Linked DNA regions of Mus musculus: regions 1, 2, 3, 4, 6 and 7 are each linked to region 5. The links are chromatin contacts, called in public Hi-C, HiChIP or PLAC-seq, capture Hi-C and promoter capture Hi-C maps. All regions are on one chromosome and are shown on one strand. Each heading gives the region's core, a stretch centred on a gene start, on an enhancer-like site or on the middle of the called end of the contact. The rest is flanking DNA. Distances are from core to core; before and after follow the strand shown. Region 1 overlaps Mrps27 (mitochondrial ribosomal protein S27). Region 2 holds the start of 6430562O15Rik (RIKEN cDNA 6430562O15 gene). Region 3 overlaps Ccdc125 (coiled-coil domain containing 125). Region 4 holds the start of Mrps36 (mitochondrial ribosomal protein S36). Region 5 holds the start of Mccc2 (methylcrotonoyl-Coenzyme A carboxylase 2 (beta)). Region 6 holds the start of Zfp366 (zinc finger protein 366). Region 7 overlaps Mrps27 (mitochondrial ribosomal protein S27).

Region 1 (3,150 bases), core at 145-2,644, 640 kb before region 5:
TCCATGAAGATTAGTAACAATTTTTTTTTTTTACTTAAATGGTTAAAAGTAGGAAGGAAATTAATTTTCCCTGCTTGCAGTGATAAAGATCTGACCTGTGGTAATCAGCGGTAGAAATGGAGAGAGAAATGGATTATACACAGGAGGGGAAAATAAATCAACAGAGTTAATGAAGAGTTGAAAGCAAAGAGGGTTGGAGATGAAGCCCTGGCTAATGGGAAAAGGACCGGAACATGGCTGAAGTGCTGCCTTGGAAGCAGTTGTGGGGCGGGGGAGGCTGGACATTCACTTTGTTATGGACACCTCCGTGTTTCTAGGTTGCTGTCCTCTGCCTTCTGACCATACTTAGTCCTTAGAGGAGAGCTGGCTACAGAGCTTTGGAGGGAGCACACTTGCCAAAGCATTGCCATTGGCTCTGCCTGGCATTCTGGCAGCAGCTGGGCACCTGCAGTCTAGGTGGCCTCTGAGGCTTCTCTACTTTAGAATCTGAATTGAAATTGAAGCCACCTCTGTAATGTCTGGGGTGAGCAAGTCAGCTTCTAGAAGCCATGGGTGGAAACCTGACTTGAACCCAGGGCTTAGGGAGCAGGCCAGCATATCTGCCTGTGCGTGGCCGTCAGAGGCCGTCTCGGTGGTAACCAGAACAGAGTTGGGATGAGACCTTAAACTGTGACGGACAGTCAGCCCTAAAGAAAGGCCAACATGTAGAGATCAGCAGCCGTATGACCGCCTTTGTATTGTGGAGGGTGGGTGCTTTCAAGCCTTGATAGCAGAATGGGAGAGGCAGTTTAAGCTCCAGTTTGATGTGTGACTTGGAGCCTGTTAAGCTGACTGTAGATACTGGCTCCCCGGGGGAACACCTGGCTTTCTCATTAAGCCCAAAGCCTCAGACCCTGTGAGCATGAGGGCCTGGTCTGCTTAGCTTCTCAGAAACACTGTACGCTTAAATGGTATTGTCAGCATTTCAGTCAGTTCTGTCATGATTAACAAACAAAAAAGCAGTCCATGTAAGACTAGGTCACAGAAAGACTGGGGCTTCTGATCCGTCGTGGGTTTCAGTCATAAATAGTGTTAGTGATCCCCGCTAACTTTCGTGCACTCTTTATCCTTATGTCTCCTGCCTCTGAAAGGCTCACAAAGCACAGGTTCTCTGAGTTGTTTCCTGCAGTACAGTCCTTTGTCAACAGCTCTTTCTATTGGCTGTTTTCATGACATAGTCAGGAACCTTGAACCAAGCCTGTGGGATGCAGAGACAAACTAAAGCTTCTGCTTATGTGCAGTGTTTGCAGGTGAGTTTGCAGCTTGCTTCTAGGAGCTGCCACAGTGTTAGAGAGCGGAGCAGATGAGCGGAGGTTTAGGGGGAGTTGGTGGGAGGGAGCAGGAGTCGCAGTTGGTTGCATCATGACTTTAAGGCCAAGAGCAAGTCCATCCTTAAGTATTTCCAGATGTTCTGTGTCTAGGGAAGGGATACTTAGAACCTTTGTGGATTCTCTTCACTGATCGTGACTGCTGTGATTTCCATGATAGATTTCCCTTTATGGTTGTTTTAAACAGACAGGGTTTTTTGGAGGCCTGTTCTGTTTCTTTAAATATCAACGTTGGTTTTAAGACAGCATCCTCATTTTCTAGGTGAGTTTGGGACTTAAAGCAGTCTTTCGTAGACCAAGCAGCCAGTGAGGGAAATACTCACCGCTTCATGGTCCATACTTAGGGGCGGGGGCTGGGTGTTGGGTGCCTCCCAGAGGTGATAGATAATCCAGGAGTCTTCATTGCTAAAAGCCTTGGCACAGTTGATAGGAAAGGCGTGGGAAGAATGTTAAAATGAGACTCCGAGGGTCTCATAGGTACAGATCACCCCAGTTCTCAGCTTGCTGAGTTAGTGGTAGGTAGTGAAAGGTATCATGTCTCTCATAACGAACACAGTGTTCTCAGAGCACAGCCACAGTGGCCTCCCGTCCTGAGAGTGTCCTGTGCTTTCTGGTTTGTTTCCTGTCCCCTGTTTTGCCTCATCTATACTTGCCCTGACTTTTAATATAACTTCTGACCCTTCCTTAAAATTATATTTCAGCTACTTACTGACTTGTCAGAAAATGATTTGTCTTTACTTGAGAAGCAGTTTTAAAGGGAGGTTCAGTTGTGGTCTCTGAGGTCAGGGTACCAGGCCTTGAGAGTCAGGTGTGGCATATGCTAACATAGTTAACATATAAATAACATATGTAATACTGTTACACCCTCCACCCCTCCCTCTTTACTAATCGATATTAAATAATCCTCCTGTCTCCGTAGATAGGAGGCTTGGAGGAATTGTTTAAAAGCTGCTGCAGGGTCTCGAGCAGAGGAGGTGAATGGTTGCTGAGATTTAGCTTAGATAGTAGCCAGGCTTCGTCCCTGAAAGACAAGGACTATTTTTCTCTTCACTTTTCTTTAAGGGAAATTGTGTTTTAAATTCAGATTTTGGTTTTTAAACCCATTATTCTCCAGTGATCTTTGCCAGATTTCACTAAGGGTATCAACAGTCCAGGCCTCAGCAGGATTCAGAAATGGGGAGAGACAGGTAGGTGCTTATGAAGGGTGCTCAGTACCCAGAGGCAAAGGATGTCAAATTTGGGGGAAGCGTCCTGATCCTAAAAGACATCAGGTTGCCCTATAAATAGCTACAAGTTGCAAAGCTTTACGGCAACCATAGCAGACCAAAAGGGGGCAGCAGAGAGTCATCTGCATTCTGTCTGCAGGGAAGGGATTCCCGAGTAGAAAAAGCCTGCCCCAACCCAACCTTAGCCCAGTGCTACTGAGTTGGTAACTAAAGCACAGAATAGATAGCGACTAGGGGTTCTGGGCTGCAGACAGTCACACAGCTGAGAGAGAACTTGTATGTCTCTTCTGATGATAGAGCAAGCAGCAGCTCGGCATGGCTGAAGCTGTCGGCTCTTCTCAGCACTCCTCTTTCCCTGATGGAGAAGTTGAGTAACCTGCTTGTGTAGCCCATTGCTACATGGAAGGTTGGGTTGATCTACTGTGGCCTTCAAGGTTAGGATGAAACAGACAACATTTTTCATATTTCAAAAATAGAAAAAGATGATTAAGGCTTTTAACTTTATAAAGGAAAAAAAAAGTCTGTATTTTAATGTTTCCTGGCAATCTTTTTATTAT
Region 2 (3,601 bases), core at 952-3,451, 600 kb before region 5:
TCCCTTCCAAGAAAGATGAGCAGAGGCAAACTTAGACCGAGCCACTCAAGGTGACTTTGCTCATCAGTGCTAAGATCAGTGCAGGTGGCCCTGTGCTTCCCGGGGCCCTGCTGCCTGGCCACAGCTGCGTGGCAGTTTGAGCAACCTGGCCCTGTGACCTCAAAGGTAGCCGGGACGCTGATGTAAGAACTGATAACACTCAAGAAAGTGAGGGGGGAAGCAGTTCCTTTTCTTATTCATAAAGAAAATAGATTGTATGTTTGACACTTTTCAAAACAAGTCACACATTTCCCGGCAGGGAAAGTCACCGCTGAGTCACAGGGTCCTCAGAGTAGGAAGCTGTGACATTGCTTTTTCTGGGTATGGTTTTGGCCTTGAAACATACGTAGTATAATTTTCTTTTGTCTTAAGGGTGGCCTTCTGTAGGAACAGCTCTGTCAGACTCTCAAAGTTCCTCAGCCCAATGATTCATGGGCCCTGGTAAATCTCCAGCCAGAGGAAACACATAACACAAGTTCACCAAGCTTCCTTTTAAGGTGTGCGTGGTGAGGGTCCTTGCCTAGGCTGCTGTTGGCTGGGGCCTTCCAAGCCTTTGGCTGCAGACCCAGTGAGGAGGCATGGCTGATCAGTCTTTGTTGCTCTTTTGGCCACAGGGAAGGTGGAACTGCAGCGTGGGGTGCGGGCTGTATACCACGGCATGCCTCTGATGTGGACACCAGGCTACCTCGACAGAGCCCTCCAAGTGATGGAGAGGGTGGCCTCCTCCCCTGAAGACCTCAAGCTGGGTAGAGAAGTGGTATGTTTTTCCACCCCACTCAGTCAAATGGAGGCTTCACAGGCATCTGTTCCCATGGTCTTTCTCCTTCCGCTGCTTTCTGTATGTGTGCAGAATTGGTATTTATTCCGTTTAAAAGGATGAAAAGAAACCACAAACATTTTCAGTGTGGCTGTCAAAAAGGCAATGGAAAATCAGATTATTGTTGATTCATACATCATTAAGTGAAAGGAAAGCTGTCTGCTCCCTTACATTCAAGCTCAGATCAATAAATACCACCCTCTTCACCACCTCCCCCATCCAAAAGGGATTTACGGCGGTGGAATAGAAACTTAAGTAGTTTTGGTGGATTTACCCCTCCTGTAGTATGGAGAGACTACATAGCACTTTTCTCCATTATCCTTGGCTATTGGTAAAGTATCTGTCTCACAAGCTTACGTACCTGAGTTCAGATCCCCAGAACCACTTAAAAAGCCAGGCCCAGGAGTGCAGTTATCGTCCGGTAATGGCAGGGAGGGAGCAGAGAGACATGAAGCCCTGGGAGCTGGCTAGCTGCCTAGCCTACACCCTTGGAGATGCTCTTCTGTGTGGCCTTGACTCTGAAATGCCAAGGCTCACCACTCAGCTTTCATTTCTGTCCTGAGGTCCTCAACCCAGTGTCTCCCATGGCACATTATGCTGATATCATTAATGCTCTTTCTCAGTCATTATAACCAAGGAACACACACTTTGAAGTTGGCCTGCACACAGTCAAGTCTATAACAGATGTCCTCCTGACTCTCCTGTGCCCTACAGCTCGATGTGCTGGATGGAGTCCTGAAGGTGGTGACGTCTCCAGATGTCCAGACTTCAGAGGCACAGCCTCAGGAAGGTGAAGATGGCTTGGGCTCAGCAAACCTGGTGGAGCAGCTAGACACTGAGGAACCAGAACAGTCCAAGCTTCCCCGATACCTCGAGCGCTTTCAGGTGATTCGTAGTAGAAACTGAGCCTTTTCCTGCATCAGTCACACACAAAGGCATGAAAAACTCGCATCAAGAATTGCAGTTGTGTTCCTTCCCACAGACCGTGGCCTTTTGGGAAAGCAGTGGCATTGTTACGACTTCATGCTTGAGCTGATGTCACGGTTCCGTTCCCTGGGGCAGCACGGCACCCCAGCGGCTTCTCAACAGCAGCCTGATTCCCACTCAGGGTGGCAAGTGACCAGCCATTTCTCTACACTACACCAAATGTGCTGGGTCAGTCACAGCTTCAGCAGAGATAAGACTCACGAATCCTTTGTGGCGCTTAGCTGGCAGCTTTGTGCTGTTCAGCAGGGCCATTAGAGACACTGCCTGTGGACAGGTTTCCAGAACAGTGCTGAGCACTCAAACTGTCAGTGAGCTCTCTGTCCCAAATGCTCTGCTGTTTGTGTCAGGGAAGAAAATCCCTGAGCCTGCTCTCTGCTTTGTTTCTTGTCTCTTTAATACAAAAAGAAGGAAGTACTTTCAGGTTATGATGTCATCATAGGAGCGGGAGAATTCTCCTCCCACGCCTGCTGCTGCACTGTGCCTTTTCACAGCAGGAAGGAGAGCTGGGCTCCTGCCCGTGAGTCTGTCTCTTCTGACCCAGCAATGGCAGGCCTTGCCGTAGCACAGGATCCCATGGTATTTTAGGGTTTTTTCTCCCCAATACTTCTGAAGGGAAGTCATTCTTAGCTTCTCTCCTGTAATTTGAAACTAAGAATAAAAAGATTGATGTTCCTTGTCATACCCCAAGGACAAAGCAGAGTAGAGAACTTAGACACAGTTCTTTCTCTTAACTTTGCTTGTCAGTGTATAAAACTTAAAGAAAACAAGAATCACCACACTTGCTGGGCGTGGTGGTGCACGACTTTAATCCCAGCACTCGGGAGGCAGAGGCAGGAGGATTTCTGAGTTTGAGGCCAGCCTGGTCTACAGAGTGAGTTCCAGGACAGCCAGGGCTACACAGAGAAACCCTGTCTTGAAAAAACAACATCAACAACAAAACATTAAAAAAAAGAATGACCACACTGCTGAATGCTGCCTGAGGTTGCTGAGCCACTGTCAGGCGTCAGGTTTGCCTGGGTTTTGTAAATGTTGTACTCAGTTTTGATTGCTTTTTGACTTTTGGCCGTTTTTTGTCCGTTGCGTCTCAGAGGATGGAGACCTTTGTCTTCACTAGCTTCTAGCCCTTTTACTGCCATGGGACACTGTCTGAGCATCCAAGAAAGAACAGAAACACATGTTTGTAGCCTGCCATCTGTGACCTTAGCTATGTTAGCAGCTGTAAGCCCCCTCCCCCATTTCCTTTATCCTCACAGGAGGCCTGGGCGGGAGAGTCTCGGCTTATGTGACCCAGCAGTGAGCTGGGATTTGGACAAAGCCAACCTCCTCACAGTTGAGATTTCCTGGCTTTCTCTTTGGCCTCAGACTACCTGGAAAATTATGTTAGGAAGAAATGGTTTTCAGTTTACATTTTCTTCCTGTTGCCTGCTTTTCATTAGTCTGAGGTCATCTGTTTGGGTCTGTTTTTATAATTAGTCTGCTCCTTAGATCCCATCGGTCTGGCCCCCTTTGCCGTTCTGCCAGATCCTATGCTGTACGCTAAGTCACCTCGGGGTGCGAGCACATGTGACTCTCAGCTGCAGCTGGGGTCCTAAATGTCACTCTCTGGTGATCTGTGTCTAGAAGCACTTAAATTGATTAATGCTTTTAGTAAGTCTCTGGGCTGCTACACTGACCCTACCAGGCTGCCCTCTCAGACGGAGCTGTAAGCAGGCAGGAGGGAAGGGCTGACCTGTGGGGGAGCACAGCAGGTGGAGGCCT
Region 3 (3,622 bases), core at 486-2,985, 670 kb after region 5:
ATATCTTTCTCTGTCAGTTTATAAAGGAAAAAAAAAACACAAAACCCCCAATAAGTTCATATGCAGGTGCAAGAAGTGCTGCCTGGTGGTCAGCTCTGACTCACCATTTTAGACATAACAGCTCATATTGACCTGTAATTTGATGGGTCCTACATAAAGCTTTGTGGAATTTAAGATTGGATAAACCTCAGAAAATAAGAGGATATGTGATCAGCATGACCTTGCTCTGAGTCAAGTTATTTTTCTTGTCAGTGACAGCAGGGATATTACAGCAACAATATGAAATAGCTGGCAGGCATGGAACAAAATGGCTGCAGCTATGCGGGGTGCGGGGCCAGGGTAAAAGCAAGAGGCGGGCTTTTGTTTCAAGTGGAGCTTGGTAGTGAGTTCTGGTTCACTTCAGCATCTGGAGAAACTCACAGCCTTGTTTTAGGGTGAACGTGGACCAGCCAGCTGCTTGGTCAGTTACCGGGGTTACATGCCTTGCAAACACTGAAGCCTACGGTATCTCTGTCCACAGGACGTAGAGATTTTAAAAACGGAACTTGAAGCGTCTCAAAGACAACTTGAAGGTAAAGAGGAAGCATTGAAAATCCTCCAAAGCATGGTAAGAATTTATTTTTGAAAATTCGTCACTTAGCATATTCTAATAATAAGTGGCATTGCAATCCCTGCACTCGGGAGACAGTGGCAGCAGAACCAAGAGTTCAAGACCAGGCTTCACCCAGAGACACTGTTTTGGAAACAAGACACACACACACACACACACACACACTTTGTGACTTTCTCATCTTGCTAATAAGCTGTTATCTTTTTTTTTTCTATTTTGTTTATAAGCTGTTATCTTAAATTAAATGTGGGGCTAGAGAGATGGCTCATTAGTTAGCAGTGGGTACTGCTTTTACATAGGGCCCAAGTTTGGTTCCCAGCACCTAGGTCAGCTATCTCACAACTGCCTGTAACTCCTGCTCCAGGAGATCTGACATCCCCTTCTATCTTCCTCAGGCACCTACACACACATGCACATAGACACTCAGAAGTACACATATTGAAAACAAAATAAATCTTTAAAAAATAAACTATGCATTTGGGCACATGCGCATAGATGTTATCATGTGCAAGTAGGACTGTTTAAAACTTCATTTTAAGCCAGGAGTGGTGGCGCATGCCTTTAATCCCAGCACTCGGGAGGCAGAGGCAGGTGGATTTCTTAGTTCGAGGCCAGCCTGGTCTACAGAGTGAGTTCCAGGACAGCCAAGGCTATACAGAGAAACCCTGTCTCAAAAAACCAAAAAAAAAAAAGAAAAAAACAAAAAACCCAAAAAAAAAAAAACACCCACAAAAAACAAAAACAAAACCAAAAAACTTCATTTTAGCTGGGTGGGGGTCTCAGCATTTGGGAGGCAGAGGCACAGATAAACTCTGTCTCAAAACAAACAAAACAAAAAAACAAATAAATAAATAAAACTCCTTAGTTTTACTGATGCTATTTTTCTTTTTTCATAGGCAATGCTTGGCAAAGCCACAAGCCACACACAGACAATGCTTCAAAAAACTATAGAACAAAAGAGATCTCTGGAGAAGGTATTTGCAACTGCTAGCATTGATGCAATCATTCGGATAATATTTAAACCTAATTTCCTTAGGCTCACGACCATGATGTGTGTGTTGTTCCTGGTACTCTCATAAGGAGTACTTGAGTCTTTGATAGCTTTCCCTTGGGGCACTTACATTTTAAAATAGATTGTTACATGGGTAAAGTATGGTTTATTTCCCTTTTCTGGTAGTAGAAGGTCAACCAACTTGGCACTTCTCATTTTTCTTCTCTTTTTCTTCCTGTGCCTCAGGCAGAGTAAGCATGTTTCTGAACATCTCACTGTATATGAGATTAAGCATTGTAAATCTCTCTCTCACTCTCTCTCTCTCTCTCTCTCTCTCTCTCTTAAAAATTTTATTTATTATGTATACTGTGTTCTGCCTGCATGGCCAGAAGAGGACACCAGATCTCATTACAGATGGTTGTGAGCCACCATGTGATTACTGGGAATTGAACTCAGGACCTCTGGAAGAGCAGCCAGTACTCTTAACCTCTAAGCCATCTCTCCAGCTCTAATGTCTCTTTCCTATGTCAATTTTATCATCCTTTGATGGAGCCCTTTCGGCAAAGACTCACAAGTGTAAATTTAGTTTTTGGTCTCTATATATGAGCAGAGGTGGGGACTAAGAAGTCTGGGCTCAGTACAACGTTTTTATTTTTGTTTTTTTAAAGATTTTTTTATTTATGTATTTTATGTATATGGATATTTTGTCTACATGTACAACTGCACACCAGAAGAGCACATTGTATCTCCTGGGATTACAATTATAGATGGTTGTGAGCACCGGGTGGGTGCTGTTTGAACTTAGGACCTCTGGAAGAGCAGTCACTGCTCTTAACTGCTGAGCCATCTCTCCAGCCCCTTTTTTTGGTTTTTATTTGTTGGTTTGTTTTTGGGAAAGGGTTTCTTTGTATAGCCTTGGCTGTACTGGAACTTGCTCTGTAGACCAGGCTGGCCTTGAACTCAGAGCCACCTGCCTCTGCATCCTGAGCACAGGGATTAAAGGTGTGCGCCACCACCACCCAGCAGCACAGCCACTTTTGAACCCAAACAGTTTAAAATTTCTTTTCTGTATTCAGTGAGCTTTGGCAAAGTGTTTCTAGTGCTCAAGTCCATTCAGTGTACAATTGCCATAGACTCTTCTGAGCAGCCTTTTGCTTTGTTTGTTTGTGTTTCCAGACAGGGTTTCTCTGTATAGCCCTGGCTGTCCTGGAACTCACTCTGTAGACCAGGCTGGCCTGGAACTCACCTCCCGAGTGCTGGGCTTAAAGGCGTGCGCCACCACGCCCGGCTTTTTTTGCTCTTTTAGCTGTTGCATGATTAAATGACTTACTTCACTCTTCAGTGTCTCTAAATGATTAATACCGATAACTTTTCATGAAATGCCCCCCTTTTAAAATTTGAAGGTCATGTTTCTCTTTCTATAGGAAATAAATGCCTTGCAGTGGGAAATGGAATTTGATCAGGATAGATTTAAAAATATAGAAGAATCTTGGATCCAGAAATGTGACAGGTTTGTATGTTTGTGGCACTGAGAGTTAAATGTAGGGCCTTGTGCATGTAATAGAGTTGCACTGCATCTGAGGGGCATTTATTTAAAGATTTACCGTTATTATTTTTAATTATACATGTCTAAGTGTGGATATGCATGTGTACATGAGTGCAGAGACCCACAGAGGCCAGAAGAGGGCACTGGATCCCCAGGTGCTAGAGTCACATACAAGTAGCATAACTCTCTCTGCCTGACAGAGTCAGTCCTGGGACCTGAACTCCAGACCTTTGTGTGTGCAGTGTGTGCTTCTGACCCCTGAGCCTTATCTCTGGCCCTTGGGTTTCTGGTTTTAACTAGATTTATTTCTCTTGTGAAGCTTCTGATGCTAGATAATTACGGACATTTTGTAACTAATTTCATTTTTATTCAATAGACACAGCGACCCGTTGCTTTCTGTTTTGTTTGTTTGTTTGTTTCTTTGTTTGTGGTGCTGCAGCTCAAATCCAGGGCTCAGGTTACACAAATGAACACT
Region 4 (3,425 bases), core at 856-3,355, 730 kb after region 5:
AAAAATACAAATTATCTGAGAACACCTGTAATTCCTAAGCCTATAAATCCATTAAAATGATCGAAATCTTTGTTTCAGCTTTTTCCTTTATCTACAGAAATGTATATTGTAGAAAAACACTTTAAAAAAATTTTTTTTTTGCTTTGTAATTTGTGTGTGTGCATGTGGAAGCCAGAGGCTAAGCTTTCAGGAGTTGGTTCCCTCCTTCCACCCGGTGACCAAACTGAGGTCACAGAATCAAGTCCCCTCCCTTCTGAGCCATCGGAATGGAGTAAGAGTTTTCTTTTTCTTTCCTTTTTTTTTTCCTCCTTTCTTTTCTTATCTTTCCTTGCCTTTAAGAAGGGACTCTGTACGTGGCCCTGGCTGTCCTGGAACTCATTATGTAGACCAGGTTGGCTTCAAACTCAGATTCACCTGCCCCTGCTTGTGTGTGCATTTGTGTCTTTGTGAAATGTATGCATGTGTGGTATGTACATGCATGTGGAGCTCAAAAGTCAACACAGGATCTCCTCCTTCAGGCGCCCTGAACCCACAACTCATCGGTCTAGCTAGCTAGCGAGTTCTAGAGCCCTGCTAGCCTTCCCCTCTCACTCTCTAGGCTGAGGCTACAACCAGTGTGGGGGCTGGGATCGGACCCCCTGCCAATGCAGAAAGTAAGAATTTCCAAGCATGTCTTCAAATGCTTATCACTCCAGTGACTATATTCTTTTGCTATATCAATTCCTACATACACACCACCTTTATTTTTATTTTTTATTTTTTAGACTTAGTTTTACTACAGAGCTCTGGCTGTACCTCACTCTGTAGACCAGGCTGGCCTCTACCTCACAAGAGATCTGCCTACCTCTGCCTCCTGAGTGCTGGGATTAATTGAGCGTGCCACCATGTCCGCTCCTTTCCGCACTCCAGATTGAGTTATATATGCATTATTGACGTATGAGGTTATATAGGACAGATAACAGACTTTGTCAGCTACTCTGAGCTTGCAAAATCGTACTCAATGCTCCGTGCCTACCGACGGAATGCTTAACTGAAGATTATTCATTGCAATGGTTCCAAAGGTCTAGGGTCATCATTCCGACAACTTCAAGAGAAAATGTGTTTGTGCCCAAAAAAAAAAAAAAAAAAAGAAAAAAAAGAAAAAAAAGAAAAGCATATAAGTGAAGATTAATCTGAAAATACTCCATGTTCAGAATTTTAAAACTCTCTAATTACAAAAGGCTGTGTCCACTTACTCATGAATTGTTACGTCTCCTTCTTAGAGACCACAGCTGGAGAAGTAGATAAAAAAAAAAAAAGCTGTCAGCAGTTAGTAATTGATGGGTGGAATAGCAGTGTTACCATAGCTGCCTATCTAAGCACAGTGGAGAAAGGCTTGGCAAACCAACCCTGAAACACACATACTAGTAAGTATAATAAACTTAAATAGCATGAATTTTACTCATTCCCGCATCTCTAGCCAAGAGCCTGAAGAGATCAACTCTAACCAGCTCCAAGGGAGGTAGCAGGCAAAGGGGCCGGTTATCCGGCCATTCCCAAGTCCTTGAAGGGACACCAGATCAGATCCAGGATTTGCTTCCTTCCCCGCCCCGCTACGGCCTTCCTCCGGATTGGCTGGCTGGCGAACATCACGGACAATATTAAACAGCGATTGGCCGGACTGCTGGAGGGCAGCGTAGTCCGCAGACTACGAGGGCTAAGGAGGTGCTGGGGAATCCTCCGACCTCCGACGAGCACGAGCGGACACGACCAGAGGCCACCACCCGCCGCGGGCCTCGAACCCTTGGCGCCAGACCCAATTTACTCCGGGCCACCCTGGAGCCCGTAGGTTCCATTATCAGACACATACACCCGCTGGCCCTCCTCAGGGCCGCGGTCACGATGCATTCTCTGGCACCGCCTTTCCTCCCGGCGCTGCCGCTGCGTCTGCACCATCCCTCCCTCCCTTCCAAGCGCGGGAGCGGCCCGGGTTTTACCTGCACGACCCTGGTGGCGGAAGCCATCTTGCTGCCCATCGTGACCCCCGAGCAGGGGCAGCTTCCGGGGCGCAGACGAGCTGCAGAAGTATCTGGAGTGGGCAGCGTGGGGCGGAGCCTGTGTGATGTCACTGAGGAGCTATAAGGGACAACTCCACCCCTCTGCGTCCGCCCCGCCCCTCTTCCCGCCTAGACACTCACCTCTGGCCTTCCAATTACAACGTTGTGCTGTAACCAGTTGAACTATTTGGTTCGTCATCCTAAATTATCTAGGACCATTTCCCTCCTAGATAGCTAGTTTCTAATTTCAGTACAGTCCGAAATTTAATCTGAAACCACCTCTTGTGGCTTCCTAACACGAACGATTTTATTAAAACTTGGGAGTTACATAGATTCCCTCCCTTGCTCAACCATCCTCAGAGAAGTCTCCTGAAGCAGATGGGGATCACAGCCACAGCCAGGCAATATGCATCATGAAAGACCTTTGAACACTCAGCCTTAAAAGGAATATCTTCATTAAGTGCCTCCCCTCAGGGCTCAGGGAACTCTGCAAAAGAATAGGAGAAAAAAAGTGTTAAGACACAGAGGGGCTGGGTGGAGGACTCCAAAGAATCAAGGCCTTCTAAATACAACAGGGCTGGCACACATATAAACTTTCCAAGACAGCAGCAGCATGCATAGGGTGTGTATCAGATGGGGTCCTCGAGCTGAGAAAGAGTGTATACGTGTCCCCATCCCTAGCACAGATAGCCACTCCCAAATGAAAACTTAAAATTTTCTTCAAGGAAGTCTCACTGGGAAAACAAGCCACTCTTAAGGCCCTGTACCAAGCAGTAAATAGCCAATCCAAAATGAACTCAACAGCATTGCTCAAAGTCCTTTGTCTCATAAGGTTAAGTCAGGGCACTTTTTCTTTCAACCTTACATATTCTTTGCATGTGTATTTCGGATTCTGGTTTTGTGGTTTTTTTTTTTTTTTTATGAGATTCCTGGGTGTGAAGCGTGTGTGCTCTGCTCTTTCTTTCTTTCTTTCTCTCTCTCTTTCTTTCTTTCTTTCTTTCTTTCTTTCTTTCTTTTTTTTTAACATTTATTTATTTTGGAGTACACTGTACTGTCTTCAGACACACCAGAAGAGGGCATCAGGTCCTGTTACAGATGGTTGTGAGCCACCATGTGGTTGCTGGGAATTGAACTCAGGACCTCTGGAAGAGCAGTCAGTGTTCTTAACCACTGAGCCATCTCTCCAGCCTCCCTCTGTTTGTTTCTTGTAGCTGAAGTTCTGTGTAGGTCTGGAGATAGGAAGATTGGATCATTGGAGCTGTGTACATTTGGAAGATTACATCACTGGGGCTAGTTGGCCACCAACCTAGCTGCAGGTTCAATGAGAAACCCTGTCTCCAAGAAATAAGGCAGAGAGTGACAAAAATCAATACAGAAATCGTCCTCTGG
Region 5 (3,258 bases), core at 647-3,146:
CTGGAAGAGCCAAAGGCTGGGGAGGAGAGCTGTCCTCTGGATGTGACATAGCTATTGTGCTCATGAATTCACTGCAGTTGTGGCTACCTAAACAAGACCCGCACAAGACCAAGCCAACGATCAGTCAACATTGTAGCAATTAGCAACAATAGGACTCAGCTAGTTTTTAAGGTGGTATTAAAAGGTATTAGAAGGATATGGGAAGGTAGGTGGGAGGGAGGGACACATTGGGAAGTGTCTAGGGAGACTGGGAAGGGGAACTGGGAACAGATAACATCGAGATACACCAGCTGGGCGTGGTAGCACACGCCTTAAACCACAGAAGCAGAGGCAGGTGATGACCATGCTCAGCTTGGTCTACAGAGCTGATCTACAAAGCCAGGACAGCCAGGGCTACTCAGGAAAATAAAAATCCCTGCCTCAAAACAGACAAAAAGATACACTGTATTTCTGTATGAAACTGTCAAAACTAAACAAGATAGTCCTAAAAATAATAAAATAGCTATGTTCAAGGAAATGGTTGGAACTAGAGATCATCACAGTAGGGAGGCAGGGAAACAAATACCACATTTTCTCTCACATGCAGAATCTAGGTTAGATGTACAATTTAGGGACATGAAAGTATAAGGACTACTTGGAAAGAGAAAAGGAGACAGCAAAAGAGTGGAGAGGAGATAAGAGAGTCATGTATGTACATATAGTGAAGTGTATTTATTACTTTGTACAATTAGTATATAGTAGTTGTATTTTGTTGTAGTGGTGGTGGTAGTTTTTTTGAGAAGTTATTTTGTAACTTTGGCTGTCCAGGAACTGGCTTTGTTGATCAAGGTGGACCGAACCTCACAAAGATCCACCTGCTTCTGCTCTGTGTGCTCTAGGTGCCTTCAGCCCTTCAGGGCTAGGACACCTCTTACCACACAGCCGCACAGCTATCTGATTTCTAGTTAACGTTTCCCAGCCCCAAATGACTTTCATTCCTACACATCCAGGCCAAATACTTAAAATACCGCACAAACAACTTAGTGCTTAACTAAGTTAACTTCTTCCCTGGCAAATAACTGCTGGTTCTATGAATAATTCAGACGTTATCTGTAGAGGCCATGAAACAGATTTAAATGTTCCAGCTTTGATACTTCACAAATTATGAGTTGCTTCTTTGGCCAGGGGAAGCCACTCAGTCCCAAGAAAAGCTATGTAAAGACATTGTGAGCTGTGTATTGTTAATATAACTATTAAGCGGAAGAGTGTAAACTATCGTGCTATGGTAGTTCCTAAAGGTGGCTGCCACAAGACCGCTAAAGAATATACCCAGCCATGCAAACACGAGGACCACAACTTCGTGATTACAAAGTTGCCAAACCGGTCTCGGGCATTTGTAAGTTGTCCAAGCGACAATGCTTTGTGGGGTTTTGAGAACCACTGATTTGAGTGACACAAAATGCCAGTACCAGTCCTAAAAGTGAACTAAAATCTCACTGGAACGACTTCCTTCTGCAAACTTCACAGGACCCTACTGAGTCCCAGAATGACGCCTGAAGCTGCAAAGGAAAGAACAGCAGAGATCCAAGCATGCCCACCCTCTGGCCTCCGATGACTCCGGGGCAGGAAGGCGAACAGGCCTCCAGGACGCTCGCTCAACCTACCTGGTAGGTGGAGGAGGCCGAGTCAGGCTGGGTGCCCAGTCGGGCCACTGAGTCCCCGTGATAGGCACGCTGCGGGGGTACAGCAGCCCGACAGCACGGTCGCAGAGCTGACCTCAGCGCGCCCCACATGGCGATGGCAAACACCCAAAAGAGAAAGAGAGCGGCCCTGCAGCTCGGTTCTGCAGCTCCTGGGGGCTGCTCCTCCAGAGTCCTTGCAGCACCAGCCCTGGTCCATCAGCTCCCAGGCCAGCCCCGCACACGTGCCATCGCAGACCACCTCCAATTGGTCGGCGCTGCGCGCCACGCCTCTCTACTCCGCCAATGAGGCGCAGAAGAGCAGCTGCGCGAGTCCAGGTTCCATCGCGAGCCCAGGAACACTGGGCCGAGTAGAGCGAACAGATAAGTGGCTGCTGTCCTGCCGAAGCGTTTGTCACAAGCATGCACCCGCCTCTAGCCCATGTACTGCAGAGCTTCAGCACACCTGATCATTTTTAGAATGTGACAGATTGTAGACATCAGTACTGGGATCTTCACACCAATAAGGATTAAAAACACTCTGCGAAGTGCCTTAGTGTTGTTTTGTTTTGTTTTGACTCGCACACTTTATTGAATGCTTACGTGTTACTACAGCATGAGCAAAGTAAAAGCGCCAGGAGCATCAGAAAGATGAACAGGCTAAGGAGAGGGTCGGCTGTGCCCTAGGAGGAAAGATGCTGTAGGAGAATAGCACCCGAATAAAAGCCAGATTGGGTAGAAACACATAACTAAGATGGGAGCCAGGCTTGGTCGCTCTGTCTCCCTTGGGGACCATAGACTCTACCACTCTGCAGCTTCAAGAAAGAAGCCCGACCCACAGAAAACTATGGTAAACCAATTGATAGAAGGCTTGTCAAAGTTTCTGTAGCTTACTAAGTGAAGAGTCCACAGACTACTAAGTGAAGAATTTAGAGGCTAGGGTGGGCAACAAAATGAGACATTGTCTGAAACCAACTGTTTTAACATGAATCTTGAAGACAATGTCATCATACAAATAGTGTTGGGCTGAGTGGTAGAACGCTTGCCTAGAATGCAAAAGGCTCTAGGTGTGTGTGTGTGTGCGCGCGCGCACATGCACACAGAGGAGAGAGAGAGTAGGTGAAACATGCCTACTATATTAAATGGTGCTAATTTAGAAGGAGTGGCACTTTGTGTGTACAGACGTGGGTACGGTGTGTGTACAGAAGCACACATGGACACATGGAAGCTGGAGAATGTCAGTATCAAGCCATTACTCTGCCTTATTCCTTTGAAACCAAGTCTCTCACTGAACTTGCAGCGAGGTGTGCAGCTAGAAACCTCTGATCCTTCTGCCCCTGCTCAACCCAGTGCTTTTACCCACTGAGCCCTCCCTAGCTCCAGAAATGGCCAGCTTTTTTAAAATCTAAGAAAAACGAAGGCCTAAGTCAAATCAAAGTGAGTTCACCATGACATAAGCATTCTATCTTGCTACAAGCCGACCCCAAATAAGATCTTGTAATGTGGAAAATAACTTAAAGATTCACATGGCATCCAAGAAATGTAAAAGAAAACAAACCAAAGCAGAGCATTTGAGCTGAACGAAACATTTATTCCTGGC
Region 6 (3,172 bases), core at 529-3,028, 830 kb before region 5:
GCTGTTGGTGCTCTTGCCTATGGGGACAGGGCCACTCATGGCAGAAGTCTCGATGCCAGAGTCAGATGCATGTCAAGAATGAAGCCTGCCCAGTTCTTATAAACATTCAGAGCAGCCTTCTTACATGGCTTCTCTGGTCTTGCACACGTTCAGACAGACAAGCACGCAGGCAGACAGACAACAATGAACATATACTCAGAAAATGTGGGACAAACATTCAATGTTGTAGACCATAGTGCCCAGTTAAAACATAGAGTGGACTCTGAACTAAGCCTCACTTTCTGTGAACCCACCTTTCCTGAGGCAATCCATGAGGTTTATAATCTCCACCTCATTTTTTTTTCAATATCGAGTAAATCAAGGAAGCAGCTTATGACCAATGTTTCTTGTGCCACCACAAAGAACCACACAACTGCTGGTTCCTGTTTGTGGTGACAATGGTCTCAACTGAATGAATGGAGGGTACAAGATTCACAAAGCTAATTAGATGATTTGGGCCCAGCTCCCTCTGTCAATGAAGCCATCACTCACAGAGCCCAGGCTTGCCCACCGGGCTCCAGCTCCCTCTGTCAGTGCATGTATCTCCCTAAAGAGCCCAGGCTTGCCCACTGAGCCCTAGCTCCCTCTGCCACTGCAGTCATCCTTCACAGAGCCCAGGCTTGCCCACTGGGTCCCAGCTCCCTCTGTCACTGCAGTCATCCTTCACAGAGCCCAGGCTTGCCCACTGGGTCCCAGCTCCCTCTGTCAGTGCATGTGTCCCACAAAGAGCCCAGGCTTGTCCACTGAGCCCCAGCCCCATCTTCAGTAAAGGATGCTCACCCCAATTCTTCTGCTCCCACTCGGCTTTCCCCCTCCTCTTTCAGAAACAGAGATTGATTTATCTAGGACCTCAGATGGTTCACAATATTCTCAAAACAAATTAGCACCCTCCCTCCAGTGCTCCTGAGGTGACTACATCCAAGAAGGACAGGACAGTGTAAACAACAGTCGGAATTAACTGTGGCTGGCAACGCCACACTAAGTGGCTTCTTTTCCTTTTTCGTCCATCAGCAAAGATGGAACCGGACTTGGCCCAGCACACAGAGCCCAGTGAGCACTGCATAAATCTGCTGTTTGACTGTGAGGAACTTGAAGAACCTAGAGCCAGGCGAGGAACTGGAGCAGTGCTGGGGTTTCAAAGCAGCTAGGAAAAGTCAGAAGGCCTGGGTGGCCAGGCACTGTGCCCTTTGGTAAAGGCTGCAGGTTCCCTCTTGGTTAGCCCAGCAGCCCAGACTTTCCCTCACTGAGAGTCAGAGTTGACACGACATGATTTGTTCCTTTTGGGCTGTGTCAGTTCTGTAAGGCAGACACCAGAGGCTGCAACCAGGAGAGCCTGCGTTTGTTTGGACAGGACAGAGCCACTCAGGGGTTTTCATGTCCTGAAAGCTCCCAGGGCAGAGAGTATATCTGGGGAATTCGTTTTTGTAAAGATTTTCTTTCTTTCTTTCTTCCCCCTCCCCTTCCAACATTTTGTTTAAGAGAAAATGAGATGTCTATCTTCTGTTTCCTTATTTTTTTTCAGGAAAGCGAAGGGTTGTTGACTTCCGCCCTCTCCCCTCCCTTCCTTCCTTCTTCCCGAAGGTACTCATCTGAGAAAAAGAGAACGGGGTATTGTTCCTGTTCTCCTTCTTAAGTCACTTGAAACACTGTCCCTGCGAGTCCTTTAAGTTCCCTGCAATCGGTACACAAGAGAAAGAGGGAGAGAGAGAGAGGGAAAGACAGAGACAGCCAGAGACCAGGTAAAGCGGTGGGGGCTGCTGCCTCTCAGCCCTCAGGAGCTGGTAAGTGACCATGTACTCCTTTCTACCTTCATTTCAATGTCCCTGTGATGGAGACTGACTGGGCATCTTCCACAGAAACCACCTCCCTGGGCTGCTCTTTAATCAAAAGGTGTGACTGATGGGTGGCCTAGAGTGTAAGCTCATGCCTCGTTGCAGAGGAGAATATTAATGCTTTGCAGAGCTGAGGCTTGCCAGGAGTGGAAATGGAATTGTGTTGGGGCTGAGGAGGTCGCTGTGTTAAATTTGAATTGTTTTGTCATAGGCAACTTGAGTTTACTAGGAACCATTGGGACATGTGGTGTGCCCCACTGGAGGGGTCACTGCTCCCAGGACTGCATTCTGAGAGCCCTCTCAGGGTGTCTGTTGAGAATTGTGATTTGCTCATGGAGTTTTGGTATATTTATTGTCTGCCTTGAAGTGTCTTTCTTCTGATTTTTGTTTGTTTGTTTGTTTCCATTCTGTAGTTCACCTCCCCAAAGTGAACTGTTCATGCATGGCTGTTGCTCTGTCCCTGAAGTAGGAGGGAAAGGGAGGGAATACCTCTTTGGAATAGTGCTGTGTGTGGGAGATTTGGGAGAAAGGTGCCCCATGTGGGTTAAATGTAAATGTACTGTCCACTGTCAACTCGGAGTGTCATGCGCCACACAGAAGAAGGCAGGGATACGAGGGCATTGACTTCAGTTTTGGAAATCAGTGTGTGACTGGACTGGAGGATTTAGATTGATTGCTTGTGTCAGGAAGAATGAAAAGCTAAGCCACAGATGCAATTGAAAAACAGTCACCCAGAGCCTGCTGTTCTAAAGCACCAAATAGAACACGGCAAGGTAGTCAGGCTCATATAGACACTATGCCAGCAGCGGTTAAACGTCCGAGTTGCTTCCATTGCGTTTGACAGAGAGGGTAATGTTACCAAGAAGTTGTTATGGCAAGCCAAGAGGGAGCCGGCATCACGTTGTCAAAAATAGGTTAGCAAGGTCAAGCCAAGACTGGGGCACGGCTGCTATTAATAATTTAATCCAGTGAGGTGCTGGATGGGTAGAAGGCAGTGGCCATGCGTGCTTCTCAAACCATTCATTCCTATGGTATAGACGGGTTGAAATCCTCAGGGTATGAGCAGCATAGTAAAAGTAGTTCGACATTTTGAAATTAATTTGGCCAGATCATGTTTTAACCACAATCGCGTAATTAATCTTTATTTGAAACTGAGCTGTCACCTTAATGAAGATGAGACAGTCTAGTAGATCTGGATGATTAATGTAGGTTTGTTATTTATTTTTTAAAAAGAGACTTTCCCTAGAATCCCCATAATACAATGTACATGGAAGAGACAGGATTAGCAGTTGCCCCTTAAG
Region 7 (3,161 bases), core at 488-2,987, 620 kb before region 5:
TGTGTTTTTGTCTTTCAGTTCGTTTATACAGTAGATCGCTGCCGCCGGTAAAACAGTTTTAACGTGCGCCCTTAAGATTCTCTGCATTTCTAGTTGGGCGGTAGTGGCGCACACCTTTAATCCCAGCACTCGGGAGGCAGAGGCAGGCGGATTTCTGAGTTTGAGGCCAGCCTGGTCTAAAGAGTGAGTTCCAGGACAGCCAGGGATGCACAGAGAAACCCTGTCTCGAAAAACCAAAAAAAAAAAAAAAAAAAAAGATTCTCTGGATTTCTGTGTCTGTTGTTATGTCCCCTTTTCATTTCTTTTTTTTTTTTAATTTGGATATTCTCTCTCTTATTAGTTAATTTGAATAAGAGTTGTTAATTTTATTGATTTTTTTTTTTCAAAAAAATCCCAACTCTTTATTTCATCGATTCTTTGGGTTTTTTGTTTTGTTTGTTTCTACTTTATTGATTTCAGCTCTGAGTTTGATTATTTCTCTCCATCTACTTCTTTTGGGTGTGATTTCTTCTTTTTGTTCCAGGGAAAGCCCTTTTAAAGCATTGTTCAGTGTCAAAGAGCCTGAGTGGTTTTGATTAAAAGTTTAAGAGGGTTCTTTGAACCCTTGAACCCTGTCTTCTGCCAGCATTCCTTTTGGTTCATCCCTGCCAGCACCTCTGTTCCCTAAGGCAGAATCCTGTCACCCTTCTTCTGTGGATTGTGCAAAGGAAGCAGTAGGGGAGGAAGGAGGAAGGAAGAAGGAAGGGTGGTTTTCCTGTTACTGTGCTTCCTCTGCCACGAGGGGGATCTCCTCCTGCTTTGTAGGAAAAAGGCAGTGTTTCCTCCTGGCTTCAGCTGACTATAGGCAGGATGGTACTCAAAACTGTCCGAGGAGGCTGTTTCCATATGCACAATGTTCACAAATGGCAGTGGAGGCTGTTTCCATACGCACAATGTTCACAAATGGCAGTGGAGGCTGTTTCCATACGCACAATGTTCACAGGTGTCAGCATATATATTTGCATTGGTAAACCCTAGTGTGCCTAGCCACTGTCGCCACATCCTTAAGTACCTAAGACTTTGCAGTAAGAGATGACATGTCTCCTGCCTGTGAAAGAGCCTTAGAGTTTAGTGTGTGTGTGTGTGTGTGAGAGAGAGAGAGAGAGAGAGAGAGAGAGAGAGAGAGAAAGAGAGAGAGAAAGAGAGAGAGGTGCCTAAGAGCTTTGTGTGTGTTGAGGGGGAGCCTAAGAGCTTAGTGGGGGGGGGGGCTAAAAGTTTATTGGGGGAAATAGGAGAGGTTGGTAGTTACAAAAATAGTGTGACTCTGACTGGATAGTGAGGCTGAAAACGAGTCCAGTCTTCCTTTCATGCTAGAGGAAAATAAATCCTCAGGGATTTGGCTCTGCTACACCCTGGGAGAATCAGTATGCTGCGAGCTCTGAGAGATGCTTTTCTTCTGTATCTGAGAGAAAAAAGTCAGGTTCTTAAGAAACCCAGATTAGTGCTGAACCTTCTCCCCCTCAGAAATGGCCGAAGACATCTGTAATCCCCCGCAGCCACGTCAGGTCTGCCCGCCCGCGCCGGCTTCTGTGCCATTGCAACCGTGTGCCTCATCTCCTCCTCCGCTGCGGCACACAGACCCTGCCTGCTTGAGAGTCTCTGGAAACACTGACCTCTCTCCAGTCAGTCAGACCGCTAATCCTGCTGACTTTCTTTGCCTTCTGTCTCCCTTCCCCTTCCTCAGAGTTATTCCTGTGTAGCCATGACTAATCAGTGTGTGGGTTTCCTGCCTTAGTTCCACCTTTCTTGACTTTGTAGTGTTTGTCTAGAGCCCTTTGCTTTTATAAAGATTAGTTCCAGGATCCAGTTTTCCTTAGCTTGCTGCCTCACCTACCCAGAAACCCTCTCCTTTTAGCTTCCCCCTCAGGCTTCCAGGGTACTTAAAGCTAACCTGTGAGCAGGCCTGTGTAACAGTCTCCAGAGTGGTTCCTGGTGCAATTCCAATTGATGGCCAAAGAGACAGAAGTGTTTCTTCTTTGGGGACACCATCAAGAGCATCAGTAATCACAGCATAAATATTTTTTTTTCTCTCCCCATAATTCCCTGGTCTGGTCAATCACACTGACTTTTGGAAGCAGATAAACTCAGTATCAAAGAACAACAGACTTTGTTCTGAATGGCTCCCTTAGGTCTCATGAAAGAAGGAGCCGAAGTAGCACACAGTCTGACTACAGTTAATATTTTTCTGTATTGGGCGGGGGGTGGGGGAGGCGAGGGGAGGTTTTATGTCCAGACTAGAGTTAGAGGTATTGTTAGACCAGCAGGGGTGGAATTTGGGTCATTGTACCTCACACAGGGCCACTACTGATGGATAGTCTTTTCATGGGTGTGTTATCTGTCTCCTGGATTTAGAAATGTAGATCTGCAACCTACACTATAGTGACCCAGGTCCCATTTGCCATCAGAGCCTTCCTCTCACGGTGTTTTATACTGCAAAGGGGACTTTTTTCTCTTATATACTGCAAAGGTGACTTCTCAGATAATGGAAGTCACTTGTGTCTTCATTGTGGTGTCATCTGTCAGGTTACAGTGGTAATGAAAGATTGGAACTTCAGGCTTCGAGCATCACAGCTCTGTAAACCCAACTCAGAAACCCACCTAGATATCTAATCACTTACATTTATTTCATCTACTAGGGGTAGCTAGTAAATTGTAGGTGTTCACGTCCAGGCTTTGTATTAGCCTTTGGTAATGGGATAGGGAGACATCTTTTAAAACATAGTACATTCATTTAATAGAGCTTCACCATATGTTTATTGAAAGTTAAATTAACTGAAACTTCCATAAGCATAAAATGTGGGATCTCAAGCAACAAAGGAATTTTAATCTGTAGTAGTGATATTTCCATTTTGTATTTGTGATAACTGAAAGAATCATCGAAGATTGTGAATTCTGAAATTAACAATTCTGAAAGCAGAATTTCCTGCAGGATAGAAAAGAAAGTAATTATCTTTCTAATTGCCTTTTTAGGATAAGAAAGAGGGCAGTGACAACTGAATCAGTGGGTCAGTCACACACTAGCTTTTAGTGGAAGTGCTTGATCCTTTTGATAACTGCAAGCTTGGCATTATGAATTGATTCACACTCCACACCACAGTCCATGGAACTGGCCGAATCTTCTC

Evidence for each region. Promoter capture Hi-C pulls out the DNA fragments that hold promoters and counts their contacts. Hi-C and Micro-C count contacts between places; a contact is called where the count stands out from the background. HiChIP or PLAC-seq counts read pairs in DNA pulled down with a chosen protein or histone mark. Capture Hi-C pulls out chosen DNA fragments and counts their contacts.
Region 1: a promoter capture Hi-C map of cranial neural crest shows a contact between it and region 5. The contact joins the enhancer-like site here to the promoter of Mccc2 in region 5. A contact is called at or near these places in 14 of 39 promoter capture datasets (the 3T3-L1 cell line, 3T3-L1-derived adipocytes, the C10 cell line and 9 more), 1 of 15 datasets of contacts at CTCF or cohesin (large pre-B cells), 7 of 484 Hi-C or Micro-C datasets (the C10 cell line, the G1E-ER4 cell line, the MC3T3-E1 cell line and 4 more), 10 of 115 datasets of contacts at active chromatin or transcription factors (T-cell acute lymphoblastic leukemia, bone marrow-derived macrophages, craniofacial prominence and 7 more) and 1 of 9 other capture datasets (macrophages).
Region 2: a contact with region 5 is called in a promoter capture Hi-C map of hippocampal neurons, with 8 times the contacts expected there. The contact joins the promoter of 6430562O15Rik here to the promoter of Mccc2 in region 5. A contact is called at or near these places in 17 of 39 promoter capture datasets (the 3T3-L1 cell line, 3T3-L1-derived adipocytes, the C10 cell line and 11 more), 6 of 115 datasets of contacts at active chromatin or transcription factors (bone marrow-derived dendritic cells, embryonic stem cells, extraembryonic endoderm stem cells and 3 more) and 1 of 9 other capture datasets (embryonic stem cells).
Region 3: a promoter capture Hi-C map of pre-B cells shows a contact between it and region 5, with 3 times the contacts expected there. The contact joins the enhancer-like site here to the promoter of Mccc2 in region 5. A contact is called at or near these places in 4 of 39 promoter capture datasets (the C10 cell line, cranial neural crest, hippocampal neurons and 1 more) and 1 of 484 Hi-C or Micro-C datasets (myeloid progenitors).
Region 4: an H3K27ac HiChIP or PLAC-seq map of embryonic stem cells shows a contact between it and region 5, with 2.6 times the contacts expected there. The contact joins the promoter of Mrps36 here to the promoter of Mccc2 in region 5. A contact is called at or near these places in 6 of 39 promoter capture datasets (the 3T3-L1 cell line, cranial neural crest, frontonasal cranial neural crest and 3 more), 4 of 115 datasets of contacts at active chromatin or transcription factors (astrocytes, embryonic hindbrain, embryonic stem cells and 1 more) and 1 of 9 other capture datasets (liver).
Region 6: a contact with region 5 is called in a capture Hi-C map of macrophages, with 4 times the contacts expected there. The contact joins the promoter of Zfp366 here to the promoter of Mccc2 in region 5. A contact is called at or near these places in 1 of 39 promoter capture datasets (the C10 cell line) and 1 of 9 other capture datasets (macrophages).
Region 7: a contact with region 5 is called in a Hi-C map of bone marrow-derived macrophages, with 14 read pairs. The contact joins the enhancer-like site here to the promoter of Mccc2 in region 5. A contact is called at or near these places in 7 of 39 promoter capture datasets (cranial neural crest, embryonic stem cells, liver and 3 more), 1 of 484 Hi-C or Micro-C datasets (bone marrow-derived macrophages), 6 of 115 datasets of contacts at active chromatin or transcription factors (bone marrow-derived macrophages, embryonic forebrain, embryonic stem cells and 2 more) and 1 of 9 other capture datasets (macrophages).

The regions. Positions count from the first base shown.
Region 1 is chr13:99,373,022-99,376,171 of GRCm38.p6, forward strand. The region is part of intron 4 of Mrps27 (mitochondrial ribosomal protein S27); the gene reads left to right. Among named protein-coding and RNA genes, the nearest start is that of Mrps27, 30 kb to the left of the region's middle. Within about 2 kb of position 1,395, at least 17 of the 459 cell types and tissues checked have an H3K27ac peak or open chromatin away from gene starts, as enhancers often do.
Region 2 is chr13:99,410,625-99,414,225 of GRCm38.p6, forward strand. It overlaps 6430562O15Rik (RIKEN cDNA 6430562O15 gene), which reads right to left and starts at 2,202. Exons shown (of 2, transcript NR_015515.3): 1 at 1,218-2,202; 2 at 212-947. Mrps27 (mitochondrial ribosomal protein S27) reads left to right here. Exons shown (of 11, transcript NM_173757.3): 9 at 654-796; 10 at 1,571-1,741.
Region 3 is chr13:100,681,261-100,684,882 of GRCm38.p6, forward strand. It overlaps Ccdc125 (coiled-coil domain containing 125), which reads left to right. Exons shown (of 12, transcript NM_183115.5): 4 at 521-607; 5 at 1,507-1,584; 6 at 3,026-3,111. Among named protein-coding and RNA genes, the nearest start is that of Ccdc125, 14 kb to the left of the region's middle. Within about 2 kb of position 1,736, at least 18 of the 459 cell types and tissues checked have an H3K27ac peak or open chromatin away from gene starts, as enhancers often do. A contact at or near this core is called in pre-B cells, where this site is marked.
Region 4 is chr13:100,742,554-100,745,978 of GRCm38.p6, forward strand. Mrps36 (mitochondrial ribosomal protein S36) reads right to left here and starts at 2,106. Exons shown (of 4, transcript NM_025369.3): 1 at 1,977-2,106. The coding sequence starts at 2,015.
Region 5 is chr13:100,013,743-100,017,000 of GRCm38.p6, forward strand. Mccc2 (methylcrotonoyl-Coenzyme A carboxylase 2 (beta)) reads right to left here and starts at 1,897. Exons shown (of 17, transcript NM_030026.2): 1 at 1,644-1,897. The coding sequence starts at 1,772.
Region 6 is chr13:99,183,045-99,186,216 of GRCm38.p6, forward strand. Zfp366 (zinc finger protein 366) reads left to right here and starts at 1,779. Exons shown (of 5, transcript NM_001004149.1): 1 at 1,779-1,820.
Region 7 is chr13:99,394,149-99,397,309 of GRCm38.p6, forward strand. The region is part of intron 4 of Mrps27 (mitochondrial ribosomal protein S27); the gene reads left to right. Among named protein-coding and RNA genes, the nearest start is that of 6430562O15Rik, 17 kb to the right of the region's middle. Within about 2 kb of position 1,738, at least 21 of the 459 cell types and tissues checked have an H3K27ac peak or open chromatin away from gene starts, as enhancers often do. A contact at or near this core is called in bone marrow-derived macrophages, where this site is marked.